Regions from separate parts of the Ovis aries genome. Here region 1 is linked to region 2. Evidence: chromatin contacts called from public Hi-C data. All regions are on one chromosome and are shown on one strand. The core of a region is the stretch at or near the end of the contact, and the rest is flanking DNA. Distances in the headings are between cores, read along the strand shown.

Region 1 (7,348 bases), core at 2,594-5,093, 340 kb after region 2:
TGGGATGATTTGGGAGAATGGCACTGAAACACGTATATTATCATATGTGAAATGAATCGCCAGTCCAGGTCCAATGCATGATACAGGATGCTTCGGCTGGTGCACTGGGATGACCCAGAAGGATGTGATGGGGAAGGAGGTGGGAGGGGGGTTCAGAATGGGGAACACATGTACACCTGTGGCGGATTCTTGTCAATGTATGGCAAAACCAATACAATATTGTAACTAGCCTTCAATTAAATAAATATATATTAAAAAATTAAATAAAGACAGAGATTATATCTGCTCTTTAATATTTTCTCTAACAACTTAAAAGGCCCTGCATTTTTCTGAGTGAGTGAAGTCACTCAGTCGTGTCTGACTCTTTGCAATCCCATGGACTACCAGGCTTCTCTGTCCATGGGATTCTCCAGGCAAGAATACTGGAGTGGGTTGCCATTTCCTTCTCCAGGGGATCTTCCCAACCCAGGGGTCGAACCCAGGTCTCCCGCATTGCAGGCAGATGCTTTACCCTCTGAGCCACCAGGGAAGTCCTGGTGCATTTTTTTAACTGCTGATTAAAAACTAGTAAAATCAGTACTAGAAAATTGATTTATCTCCATTTATAATTTTATATTCATTTTGTATTTGAAAAAGAAATGCACACACATAATATCTTCTGGTCCATGAGTCCTACAGAACAATAACTTATTATGTACAGGCAGCATGTGACCTTTTGCTATCTAATGCCGTTGGTAAAATGCTGCTCTCAAAGTAGTTCTTTGCCACACTGGATGTACAGTGATTTGAAGAAAAGACAGACGAAAGGTATCTACAAGTAAGGTCCCATTGGCAGCTGTATTTTTTTGCCCCTGTTGCAAACCATAGGCAAGTTAGTTCTAGAGAGGACTGTAAGGACCCAGAACAAAGCTCTACTATGGAGGCTAAAGATATCTTTATTTTTGTCTACCTAAGGACAATTTCAGGCACGATACAAGAAACCAGAGATCAGTTTCAGAGTTTAGTGTAGACGCAAATTTATTATATGAAGAAATGAATAAACCGCCAAAGGTAATGGCTACATTTACTATGCTGATCATGGGGCCAAGGTGTGTTAGGCATAAATGCGATCGCTGGGTAGCATGTTTACTTCTGGCATCTCTAGGAAAACAGCCCATGAACAATACAAACTCAAGATGACTAGCTTGCGGTGATAAAAGTCACACTTATTCACCTATAAGCAAAACCATAAGGACTTCTCTGGTGGTCCAATGGCTAAGACTGCGCTCCCAATGAAGGTGGCCTGGGTTTGATCCTTGGTTAGGGAACTAGATCCCACATGCCACAGCTAAACCCAGTGCAGGCGAATAAATTTTTTAAAAAAGATTTATTAAAACAATTATGGCTGTTATGGAGCAGCATCCGACATGTGATGGAATATCTTTAAAATACAAAATTAAGTATCTGTCATCGACAGAGTCTTATTCTCCTGGTCTCTCTGGCACATCTAGCAGTTCAGCGTATCTTTCAGAGGCTGCAGAACCTTGAAAGCAGAAACTTTATTTGGAGAAGACCAAGGTTTCCTCACTTGGCTTGGATGGATATAATGATGGAAGGAGAGACTGCTGGTCTTGCTCCAAAGTCTTCAGGCCTTCACTTAACTCACAGTCAGTCCTACACTGGTGGTCATCCTAAAACTGTGATGATACTAAATCCTGAGTCTGGGCCCTCCCCTTATTGGTAAGAATGAGTTTTTCACAGGATAGCCATACAAATCAATGTCCCCTCTCTTATTTATTTCACACGTCACTTCGGAGCTCTATGGGCTTTCATTCTAAGTTGCTTCAGTCGTGTCCGACTCTTTGCAACCCCATAGTCTGTAGCCCGCCAGGCTCCTCTGTCCATGGGATTATCTAGGCAAGAATACTGGAATGGGTTGCCATGCCCTCCTCCAGGGAACTCTGAACTCTGGACCCTCTAAAAGGAGGCTTTAGGTCTAGATTCTAAAGATTGGGGTGTACTGTCAGGCCCTATAAAATTGCTGCTCTCTTGGTATCTGTACATCGCTGCCCTACCTGGCCCTGCCTCATCCTTACTATATGCCCATGGTGGCCTCCATCTCCTGAGCTGAAAGTTTAATTGGTTATGATCAACCCCGACCCTACCTAACAATTACTCTAAGACTGAGGGCCAGAATGATGCCAACATGTTTGATCACCAGTAAGAAACAGTGGCCCTTGCACAGGTTGCTAACTCAAAGAACTGTGGGAAGACGTTTCAGCAGTCTCCCTGGCCATCAAGGAGTCCTTTGGATGTCAAGTCCCCTGTTACCGACAGCCTTCTCCTCCACTGTGCAGTGAATACTGCTGCCTTGTCCTGCCTCCTGTTGACCATGCACAGTGGGGCCTCACTCCAGGACAGTGCCTCTGATATGTGAGATGTAATAAATCATTGACGTCTCTTTTGCTGCCTCTGGATTCTTTCTTTGGTCTAGCAACTGGGCAGCTACAAGGATTGCAAGACTGTAGCGGTGCAGCCCAACATGAGTTAATTTTACTGCAGAACTTTCAGAAAATATTGTTAAATCATGGTTTCTTTATAATAGTTGTAAGTGGGTTATGGGTAGAAGCTGAGCGTCACTAAAAAAAAAAAATATATATATATAGATGATACAGGAATTAAATCTTTAATAATCACGTTTATTCTTTCAATCTAATTTTATTGTTATAAGATTTATCTAATACTAAACTGATATAAAATTAATCAAAATGTCCAGGTTACTCAAAAGCCAGTGAAAATGACCTCAGTCTCTATCTTTCAGAGATCATTGCTGTTTATAAATAATTAAAACTTTGAAAGTGGTCATGAAGAACCTTCCACAAAGTTTGATACAAGATGTGTAGAATTCCTTACTGTGGACCCAGACTGGTGATGGTCACATTATGACTAGCCCACAATAAATCCAGAAACCTAAAGTAAGCATCAGAAACTTTTATGGCAGTTTGGCAGAGTACTTACATCTGTTGAATTTAATTAAAAAAAAAAAATTGGGGCTTGTATGCTTCTTGCTTTTTATTTAATTTTTCTAGCAATTTATTTTTATTGATTATTCCAGAAGTACCCATCTGGGGTGGCTTGGAAAAACAAAGTGGGTCCTTTACCACAAAGAATTTGAGACACACTGAAATAGGGGGTTACAATACAGGACCCATTAACGTCCTATGGAATTCTAAGCTTCTCTTACTCTACACCATATTCCAAGTTTTGCAAACTGGCAATTCATGCATGATTCTCCGTAAAGTTCTTAGTAAAATCAGTGTTCATTTTCACGAAGATGATTTTTTTAGAGGAAGAGGAGGAGTTTTGGAACCAGAAGGTTGGGTGTTAATTGGCACAGTGCCTGGATGGAAAACTAAGTAATGATCATCTCTAAACTTCACTTCCTAGCCTCAAACCTCTCCTCTAAAATACGGAGCTCTGGTGAAAATATCCTGAGGTCTTCCTGCCATGAAGTGCTAATCAGAGGCGCCAGGGTATTCACCCCGCTTGAGCCGCAACTCCCCTACCCGAGCGCACTGCTAGGAGAACGCCCCAACCACGACAGAAGCCTCACGTCAGCGGGGCGGACGCGGGGCGGACGCGGGGCGGGACACCTTCCGAGGCCCAGGAGCAGGGACAGCTCGGATTGGCTCGGGCCTCGTGCGACAACGCGGCCCCGCCCCTCGGCCTATCTCACTCCATCCGGGCTCCTGCGCTGCGAGCGGCTGGGAGGCCGCGACGGAAGAGCCTCCCGGCGCGAAATCCATGACGAAAAAGGGAGGCGGGGCCCCGGCGGGCCCTGATTGACGGCCCGGGGGCGTGGCCGAGGCGGGGATACGGGTCTAAACGTGGGAAACCTTGCCGGGTCCCTGCTTTGGGGCGCGTGGTCACAGGGTGTGCAAGCATGCGGAAAGTGGTTTTGATCACCGGGGCGAGCAGGTGAGACCTCCTTCGAGATAGTGGAGGCGGCGGGGCTGGGGTCCAAGGGAGCAGGAAGTACCGAGCCAGGTGGACCCGCCACCGACCGACCCTAGGAGCTCCTGTCGTTGACCCTGCCTTGGTGGGGACAGGGCCGAGACCCTGTCCGGCTTTTCCCTGGGTTCCCTTGTGCGCGAGGTACCAGGCCTGTCGGCGTCGTGAGCAGCTCAGTAACGTGCTTTCAATTAAACATGACAGCGAAAAACAAAAAGTAGAGCGTCACTAAGAGATGTGTCTCAGTGACGATCCTGTCGGTATGCAGAGAAAGGGCTCTACCCACTCAGACCTCGCCCCCTTTACACTTTTAACTTTCTCATCACTGGTAAATTAGACCAGTTCACCATATATTTTGTACTCTCCCAGCTTTTTTCTGTGCTAGACTTCCGCCCCTAGATAAATTTCAGCCTCCAAGAACGTTAGAATACGGGGGTTGGGGGTGGGATGGGGTGAGAATATCTCATATAACACAGTGCTAGACACCTAGTATAAGTACTCTATAGAGACTCAGAGAAAAGTACCTTTTTTCTGTTAAGGCGTGGAAGGAGTGCAAGTAACCGTACTGCCGATGAGTAATTTACTCCAGGGGTTGGGTATTTGGATTCAGCCTCCGTTTTACTTTTCGTTTGTAATTCAATGAACAGTGTGTGAAGGATGAAACTAACCAAACCAATTTTCTAATTGAGGCGTTTTGTGGGGGAGGGACGGGTGGATTAAGACTGAGGTTATGTTAAACGACATTTAAAATTAGTTCAGCTTTCAGTTATCTAGACCTGTCCATGTTAAAAGACAAACCCGGCAGGTGTCTTGTGATGGGCAGAATTTTAACATGCCCTCACCTGAATAACTTTAACAACCAGTGTGGTGCTTTCTATGTTGATGTGCTTAAATAAATCAGGCTTGATTTTGTGTTTGTTCCTTTTACAAATATTGTGATAGGTGCAATTGTATATTTATAGTAAAGGCCTATTCTCAAGTGGGGATGAATAAACATAACTATGGTTTATTCATGGTGCTAGGCTCTTTGCCTGGAATCAGCTTTAAAGTCTTAGAAAAAGCCCACTTACCTAGGGTTTCACTGTTATCAGCCAACCTGATCCGACCCCTCTCCCCATCTACTGTGTGGTTTCACAATGCTCTTTCTGAAGGAGGTAATTGACACATGTACTCATCCCTGCCTGGGGAAGATCCCCTGGAGGAGGAAATGGCAACCCTCTCCAGTGTTCTTGCCTGGAAAATTCCATAGACAGAGGAGGAGCCTCAGTTCAGTTCAGTTCAGTCGCTTAGTCGTGTCCGACTCTTTTCGACCTCATGAATCGCAGCACACCAGGCCTCCCTATCCATCGCCAACTCCCAGAGTTCACGCAAACTCACATCCTTTGAGTTGGTGATGCCATCCAGCCATCTCATCCTCTGTTGTCCCCTTTTCCTCCTGCCCCTAGTACCTCTCAGGATCAGTGTTTTCCAATGAGTCAATTCTTCCCATTAGGTGGCCAGAGTACTGGAGTTTCAGCTTGAGCATCATTCCTTCCAAAAGAAATCCCAGGGCTGATCTCCTTTAGAATGGACTGGTTGGATCTCCTTGCAGTCCAAGGGACTCTCAGGAGTCTTCTCCAACACCACAGTTCAAAAGCATCAATTCTTCGGTGCTCAGCTTTCTTCACTGTCCAACTCTCACATCCATACATGACCACTGGAAAACCATAGCCTTGACTAGATGGACCTTTGTTGGCAAATGTCTCTGCTTTTCAACATGCTATCTAAGCTGGTCATAACTTTTCTTCCAAGGAGTAAGCGTCTTTTAATTTCATGGCTGCAGTCACCATCTGCAGCCTAGTGGGCAACAATCCATAGGGTCGCCAAGAGTCAGACACGACTGAGTGACTAAGCATGAAGCACGCATTCATCCCTACTTCTCTTTTTGTGTAGCCATCTTATATTTCCTTTCCCTATCTTCTACTTAATCATCTTCCTGTTGGTTATTCAGTCCTAGTAGTTGAGAGGGACTTGTCTCTCCTGCCATTTGCTTATACCTTACCCTGAAAGAGTCACCCATTCCTTAAATTAGGAATTTCTGGTGCTGCTGATAGTGGCCCTCATACCAACTGATAGAAGAGCCCTTGCCTTTGAGAAACCTAGACAGTAGAGTAAAACAGGCACACTGCTAAACGCTGAGATGCTCTTTTTAGCACTTGCTGATGATGTATTGAATCACTTTCATGAGTGTCATGATCAGCATAAAATGAAAACCACTGACAGGATAAACTCTGTCTTAAATGCTAAAGGGCAATTCTGATTTGCAGTTATTCAGGTCATTGAGCTTTTGCAAAATGAAAGAAACACAAGCTGGACAACATCGTGAGCCAGTGACTATTAGAGTTGGAGGGTTCCCCACTTCTTTACATAGTTTTTGAGTGCTTTCTGTCTACCTGTTTGGGGCTCAAGTTGACAAAATCAGTCTTCTGAGCCAGAGAGAAGTTGCCTCTATTTGGCACCATCTCATTTAATGCATGTTCGATATCTGAATTGTCCTCTCAGTGGCGTGGGCCTAGCCCTCTGCAGGCGGTTGCTGGAAGAAGATGATGCGCTTCACCTGTGCTTGGCGTGCAGGAGCATGAGCAAAGCAGAAGCTGTCCGCACCTCTCTGCTGGCCTCCCACCCCACTGCTGAGGTCTCTATTGTGCAGGTGGATGTCAGCAGCCTGCCGTCGGTGTTCCAGGCCACCAAGGAGCTCAAGCAAAGGTCTGCGTCTTATTGATGGCTTTTTTCTCATGCGATTGTGCAGTGCAACAGCTAATAGAATAAGAAGGGATGGGAAAATCTATAAAAGAAACAGGTGCAGTGTAAAAAGAAGTTACACTGAGGGAATCTGTAGAGTAACATATTATTTTCATTCTTAATCACAATCATGACCATTCCATGAAGATTAATTTATGAGCATATTTTGACATGCATTCAGTTGTAAAGTCTTAGGTTAGTGTAACTCCTTTGATGTTTAAATACATTTTTTGCATCTTTGCTTCACATAAAAAAACTTCATTAAGTATGTGAGGCAGGTATTGACAAGTAAAGAAATTTCCCCAGGCCACTCACTTAAACTTTGTTCATACTGACAGTAATTGGCATACAATAGACGTTTGATAAATGTTTAGTATCTGAAGGGCTAGAGTCCTTAGATATATAACTTCTCAAAAAATGTACAATAAATTGCATATAGCTACACAATGCATTTTTCTGGAGAGACATGTTTTTTTTCTTCTAAGAGGAGTGAATAATAATTAGTTTAATTAATAAACTATTAATTACATTTTTGTAATTTAGGCCCTTAATAAGCAAGAGCTTCTTTATTTCCATG
Region 2 (6,990 bases), core at 178-2,677:
AATTAAGTCTGACTCTGAAGCCAGGGTGTGGCCTCCAGACCCACAGGAAAAGCACCAGTCAAAGGCCCTGGCTCTGCCTCCTCCTAGAGCTGCTTCTGACATTAGAGAGGATGTGGGTATTGAAAAGATGGTAAATGTCATGACAGACCACCAAAATGGTCCACCTAGCCTAGCTGTAGAACAAGGCAATGAGAACAAAGTCTCTTGAAATATCGGAAGAAATGGGTTCTATTACAGGAATACTTGGGTGGCCCAAAGTTTATGATAATCATTGTTCCTTAGCTCAAGCTGCTATAACAAATTACTTGAGACTGGGTGGCTTAAATAACAATTTATATTCTCATGATTCTGGAAGCTGGAAGTCTGAGATCAGGATACCAGCATAGTCCGGTTCTTAATGAAACTCTCTTCTTGTTTTACAAACTTCCAACTTCTTGTTGTGCCCTCACACAATGGAGAGCAGAAGGAGAAGGTAAAACCATTTGGTGTCATTTCCAGGGCTCCAAAGAGCTCTGGTAACACAGTCGTTTATGTCTCAATGCAGCAAAGAATTCAGTGAGAGGCAAAGTGACAGATAAGAAGTGATTTATCAGAACAGGACGCTTGTAAAGCTTACAAGCAGACAGGCAAGAAATGCTTCGCCCCAAGAACTTACTGCACTACGGTTTCATAATGAAAGGAAAAGCAGGGATGGGGAGAACTTCTTGTTCATTCTTGAGTAGATGTCATGCTTCTCTCAGCAGCTTCTCCTCCAGGTTCCGCAGGGGAGTTTTTTTATCCCTACATGGACAAGTTAGGTCCACAAATTAGTGTTTTTCATGTGTTCAGAGAGCATATCCTATAGATCATTAACTTACTGAGCTCATTGGGCAGGATGTGGGTCTCACGCCACCATTGTTTTATTGCTTGGGGGCATGTCTCACGCTTCTGTTGCATGGTTTTGTTACTAAGCAAGCCTGCCTGGTTTTGCGGCTAAGCAAACTTGTTTTCTTGGATAATCTTTAATTTACAAGGGTCTCCCATATTTTTTCTACTTACAATCCCATAGGGAGAGTCACTATTTAATCACCTACTTTGTCCCTTTACTCTGTCCCTATCAAAAGCAAGCTTTCCTGCATTTCTTCTTAGTGAAAGTGAAGTCGCTCAGTCGTGTCCTGCTCTTTGCGACCCCATGGACTGTAGCCTATTAAGCTCCTCTGGCCATGGGCTTTTCCAGGCGAGAGTACTGGAGTGGTTTGCCATTTTCTTCTCCAGGGGATCTTCCGGACCCGAGGATCGAACCCAGGTCTCCTGCATCCCAGGTAAGCAGATGCTTTACCGTCTGAGCCACTAGGAAGCCCGCCCTCCCCAGGCCCGCCTCCTTCAGCCGACAGGATTGGCTCTTCCTCTATTTCCGGCTTCTGGGACCTCCCTCCCCACCCCGCCCCAGGAGGCGGTTTCCGGTGTCATGGCGGCGTGAGGTCCCGGCAGTCGGTGAGGCGGCTGCAGGCCCGTCCCTGCGGAGCCGCTGGTCCGGCGGGCGGGGATGTGACCGCAGGCCCTGCCGGCCTGCCCCGGGCGTCGAGTCAGCTCCGTGTCAGCCCCCTCAGTCCGCACCGATGGCGGGATCCGGCTGCGCGTGGGGCGCGGAGCCGCCGCGGTTTCTGGAAGCCTTCGGACGGCTGTGGCAGGTACAGAGCCGCCTGGGTAGCGGCTCCTCGGCCTCGGTGTATCGGGTGCGTTGCTGCGGCACACCCGGCTCGCCCCCAGGAGCGCTGAAGCAGTTCCTACCTCCAGGAACCACCGGGGCTGCGGCCTCGGCCGCCGAGTATGGTTTCCGCAAAGAGAGGGCGGCGCTGGAGCAGTTGCAGGGTCACAGGAACATCGGTAATTGCCGCTGTCTCCCTTCTTGTCTTGCCCAGGTCCCAGTTTTAGCGTGCTGTCTCTTTCAGCCTGGCGTTCCGTCTCCCGTATTTTAGGCTGGAGAAGTGGGGCTCGCCCTGTGCCCATCACCGGTACAAGGCCGTTTCCCATCCCCCTTTCACTCTGCAGTACGGGGAAGATGGTCTGCTTTGCTCGTAGTAGATGCTCAGTAAATTCTGTTTTGCTTCAGTTCTCACTAGAGAATGTTGCACAGAGAATTGTCTTCTCAAGTGAAAGGAGGTGTATCTTTGGTAAATTGTCATCTCTTGTACGGAAATTTTTGAATCTTTGCACACCAGTGAAAAATGGGAAATATTTCTTGTACTTGTGACGTCAATACTAATAACTCGTATAGGTTGTTCTTGATACATATTTGGTATGGATTTGGGAGAAATGACTCCTAAATTTTACATAGATGTTCGTATGGAAGTGTGAAAATTATACGTGTACACTTTATACTTTTAGCCAGGTAAGACCATGTTTCATCATTCAGATATTTAGAATGTAAGATATATAATGATTACTGGTGATTGATTTACAAAAACAGTTTTCATTCTTATTATACCAACGGAGAGCTTATAATTAGTTATGGCTTTATAAATGGTCTTACTTGCTGGCAAACATGATCCATATTTAATTTGAAGAGTGACCTCTTTAATACTGCCATTTAAAGAAGAATGTCTTAATACTAGTGTTGCTTTTTTTTCCCCCTTTTCTTTTTCAAGGGTTGCTAAATGGTGTATATAACCTGGCTATTTAGGAGGGAATTTTTTTGGCTTAAGGACTTGATGAATCTCTACAAGATTGTTAAAATGTCATCTTGACTATCTTAATCTTTTCTTTTAATATTAATAGAGTGCTATTCTGAATCAGGAAAGGATCTTCAGTTTTGATTTTGCATGTTGTGACATTTTGTTAAGAGTACTTAGTATTTGGATTTTTCTTCTGATCAGTTTTGCTTGGCACCCAAGTGCATATTCACCCATCACTGAGTGCTTGGGAAACACAGTTTGAATTATTATGTCATATCTAATATCTTTTAGTAGTAATCTGCTGCTGAAGGTCATCTCATTTTGTTAAAATAACCGAGTTGCCCAAAAATCTTACTCATGGTTGGAATAAATTCCAGTGGCTTGCTCATTAAAGTTATCCTTATCTAGACTACCCCCAATTTTTATCTACTTTAATAGTCACTTATTCTGAGTCTGGTTTTTAAAGTATTGTAATTAATTTCTTTTTTAGTGACTTTGTATGGAGTCTTCACAATCCACTTCTCTCCAAATGTGCCATCACGCTGTCTGTTGCTTGAACTCCTGGATGTCAGTGTTTCGGAATTGCTTTTATATTCCAGTCACCAGGGTTGTTCCATGTGGATGATACAGCATTGTGCCAGAGATGTTCTAGAGGCCCTTGCTTTTCTTCATCATGAGGGTTATGTCCACGCAGACCTCAAGCCACGTAACATATTGTGGAGTGCCGAGAATGAATGTTTTAAACTCATTGACTTTGGACTTAGCTTCAAAGAAGGCAATCAGGTAAGACATACTTTCTCTCCCCAGCCCCTCAGTGGTCTAAAACAAATATTTTTAAATAACAGAGGTGATTTAGTAGAGACTTAAGAGATATTTGGGGCTTCCCTGATGGCTCAGATGGTAAAGCATCTGCCTGCAATGCAGAAGACCCAGGTTCAATTCCTGGGTCAGGAAGATCCCCTGGAGAAGGGAATGGCTACCCACTTCAGTATTCTTGTCTGGAAAATTCCATGCACAGAGGCTGGCAGGCTACAGTCCATGGGGTTGCAAAAAGACGGACACGACTGAGCGTCTAACACACATGTTTGAGTCAGGTAGGAGAGAGCTAATACAAGAGGGCTCTGAAATTTTTAAAAGTACTTTACATAGAACACTATTTTTCTTTGAGTGTTTGGTTAATTGTTGAATTACTGTTACTGATGTTTTCATGTTGGGACTCTAATGGAAGAACTCACGTGATAGTTCTGGCAAATGGTCCATTTTCCATAGTTTATCTGCTCTTTGCAGAGTGTCCTTATTTTTCAGCAGTGCCTCACAGGCAAGAGAGTATCTAAAGAAATGAGCAGTTGTATGGAAAGTGTGCAGCTTGCCTTTGAGAACTATCCAGTTAATGAACCAAAGAATTATGATCGCCAAGGACTAAAAATTCTGCCATTCAGTGTGACATTGGCTTATCACACATTCTGAGAGGTAAATACACTGTAGAGATGGATGGAAGGTGGGCAGTTTTTGATTGGTTATAATACTTACTCATTTTCTTCAGGATGTAAAGTATATTCAGACAGACGGGTATCGGGCTCCGGAAGCAGAACTGCAGAATTGCTTGGCCCAGGCTGGCCTGCAGAGTGATACAGAATGTACCTCAGCTGTTGATCTGTGGAGCCTAGGAATCATTTTACTGGAAATGTTCTCAGGAATGAAATTGAAACATACAGTCAGATCTCAGGAATGGAAGGTAAACTGAACCAGTGTTTTGCTTTCAGGTCCTTAATCCCAGTGTAAGAGTACTCAGTTTATAATGATTTTCGTTGAGGACTCTGATTGCTTTATCTCCTCCATATTCCCCTTACTACCTTTAATGCTGCTTACTCCTCAGTCCCATAGCTACAGATGCGCTAGGGAGCATTGCATGCTCACTGTTTTTAGCTGAGGCCTGGCATGTTGTAAGTGCTTGATAAAGTGTTTGAATGAATGCCTTTTCCTGAGGAAGTAAAAGTGGTTTGTTCAGTAAAGTAATTGTATTACATTCTAAAATATTACTAATACAGTAGTACTCTGTGAGGATTGTTAGAATGGATATTAGTTATTTACACGTGAAAACCTGGGGGCACGAATATGTAAAACCACTAACTCAAGGTCATACAACTGGATGTTCTGGACCAAATTCTGCCCCTCGTAGTCAGAAGGCCAGTGTTCTGCCGACGGCTCCACGCTGCTTCCTGTTTGTGCTCTGTACATGAACTGTCCTGAGAAAGTGACTGCTGCTCATAACATTGTTTGCTTGAGAACATGGGTTCTAAGTTCCAACTGACATAGGAATTTACTTTTTGCGTATTTGTGAGTTAAGAATTAATTGCAGTATTTTTTCAAACATATTGAGGCTTGAATGTTGTGATGGTATCAGTCTCTTTTAGACTAGGTGTTTGAAAAGCAATATGGTGTTTAGGAATTAGATTTTGATATGAAGCAAGTATGTTTTTGAGCATATAATACTTAGTGTGTTGCTGTTATACAGAATTTTATTTCTCTTAAACCCCTAGTCATCTATATCTGTTGAAACAGTTCTTGGAAGGAATACTTTAATAGCCTAGTAGTTGTACCTTACTTTTGGCAAAAAAAAAAATGCTGCTATAATATGCTGTAAAACCAGTATCACTCTTTGTCATTGGTGCCTGCACACAGTCCAGTGTACTTTGGGGGTACTTTCTCTAGTGCTTTTACAGATAAACACATCAATTTCCTGCATTAGGTTTGACTCACTTTGAATTCTTTGGACTTTTTCTGAGAGCCAGTTAGAATTAGATCACATTCAGTGATCTAGTTAATTATTAACTTAGGCATTTAATTTTTTTTCTTTTTTGGTGAAATTTAGAGGCTGATGTGTATTAAAGCAGTCCTCACTATTTGCCCCCTAGATAAAAGTATCATTCTGTATTGTATCCCTTTCTGTGGAGGCACAATTACCAAATGTGAGCTTAGGCTCTGAAGTTAAATCTCTAGGGTTTATATCTTCCCTTCATCTTTAAGTTACTTATTTAGGTTTACTAAACTGTGGTTTACTTTCAGTAAAATGATGATAAGAGTGTTGAAATGATATCTAATTCTTAGCATAGTGTGTGGCCTGTGGTAAGTATTGCTATTTGGTGATGATAAATTGAGTATTTTTACTCATGTACACACTTCCATAGTACTCCTGGAGAAAATGTTATGTTCCACAAAGATTTAAGGTATGAATAATGTGACAGGTGCAGTTTTTAAATTCTGCCATGGTTTCTCCTTGATAGTTTATTTTATTCCATCTGGAAACCAATTGACTCATGATGAGGACACTCTGACTCACCTAGCGCACGTTTATTTTCTCAGTTTGCATTAAATTACATTTCTGTGTGGTTGCCTTGGTATTTTGTTTCTTTATTCATTCACCTAGTAAATGTTCACACAGTGTTAGATACTGAGAATAGAGAAAAAATTCCTCTTCTCTAGAAGTTTTATAATAATGTATGTAATCCCCTTCATTAAGATTATAAACTTTCAGAAGAGAGTGTTTTCTGTTGTATTTAACTTACCAAACTGTTCAGTGCTGTGTGCCTAGTACTCAACAAATAAGGACTGAACTGGATAACCAAAGAAGAACTTTTCTGTCTTTTTAGGCAAATAGTTCTGCTATTATTGATCACATATTTGCCAGTAAAGCAGTGGTGAATGCCGCAATTCCAGCCTATCACCTAAGAGACCTTATCAAAAGGTACATTACATGTACTTTAAACTTGCTTTTTTTCCTGAGTGGATTTATATTATTTTCTGGCTTGCTTAATCATGTAGAGGTTTTGCTTCCTCAGAATTAAAAACTTTAGATATTCTATACAGACTGGTTTCTGATAAGAAACAAAAGTGTTCTTTTTTTCATGGCAAGTACCAGGTATTAGGCTGTTACCGCTGTTCAGTGGAAGATAGATGATGAGTCACTGTATGTTGGGCCTTCTGTAACTCTGGCAGTTCTGTAAATGATGGAGAATAGGTGTTTAAAGAATCTTTACTAACTAAAGACCAAGTTTACTTTGGAATGCCAAAATAATATTTCATGTAAAGTAATTATATATTATACTTTAAATAATTACCATTGAAAACTTTGGGGACAGATAGAGTGTTTTGCCTTCACCTGTTTCCCTTAGTGGTAACATCTTAAAAATCTGAGTACCATGTCAAGACTAGGAAATTGATAGTACAGTCCATGGAACTCAGATCTCACCAGTTTTACGGGCACATATTTGTGTGTATGTGTGTATGTTTTACAAATTACAGTAGTTTTAAGTAGCTGCTAGTAGCTGATTGATAC

What was found. A called contact is a pair of places that touch in the nucleus more often than the background predicts.
Region 1: a Hi-C map of liver shows a contact between it and region 2, with 5 times the contacts expected there. The contact joins the promoter of HSD17B7 here to the promoter of UHMK1 in region 2. A contact is called at or near these places in 3 of 16 Hi-C or Micro-C datasets (blood and liver).

The regions. Positions count from the first base shown.
Region 1 is chr1:114,350,827-114,358,174 of ARS-UI_Ramb_v3.0, forward strand. It overlaps HSD17B7 (hydroxysteroid 17-beta dehydrogenase 7), which reads left to right and starts at 3,844. Exons shown (of 10, transcript XM_042257093.1): 1 at 3,844-3,957; 2 at 6,532-6,735. The coding sequence starts at 3,923.
Region 2 is chr1:114,017,935-114,024,924 of ARS-UI_Ramb_v3.0, forward strand. It overlaps UHMK1 (U2AF homology motif kinase 1), which reads left to right and starts at 1,428. Exons shown (of 7, transcript XM_060403385.1): 1 at 1,428-1,866; 2 at 3,145-3,437; 3 at 6,305-6,399. The coding sequence starts at 1,599. LOC132658260 (a long non-coding RNA gene) reads right to left here and starts at 826. Exons shown (of 3, transcript XR_009597626.1): 1 at 656-826. It overlaps TRNAC-GCA (transfer RNA cysteine (anticodon GCA)), which reads left to right and starts at 3,537; the gene lies at 3,537-3,609.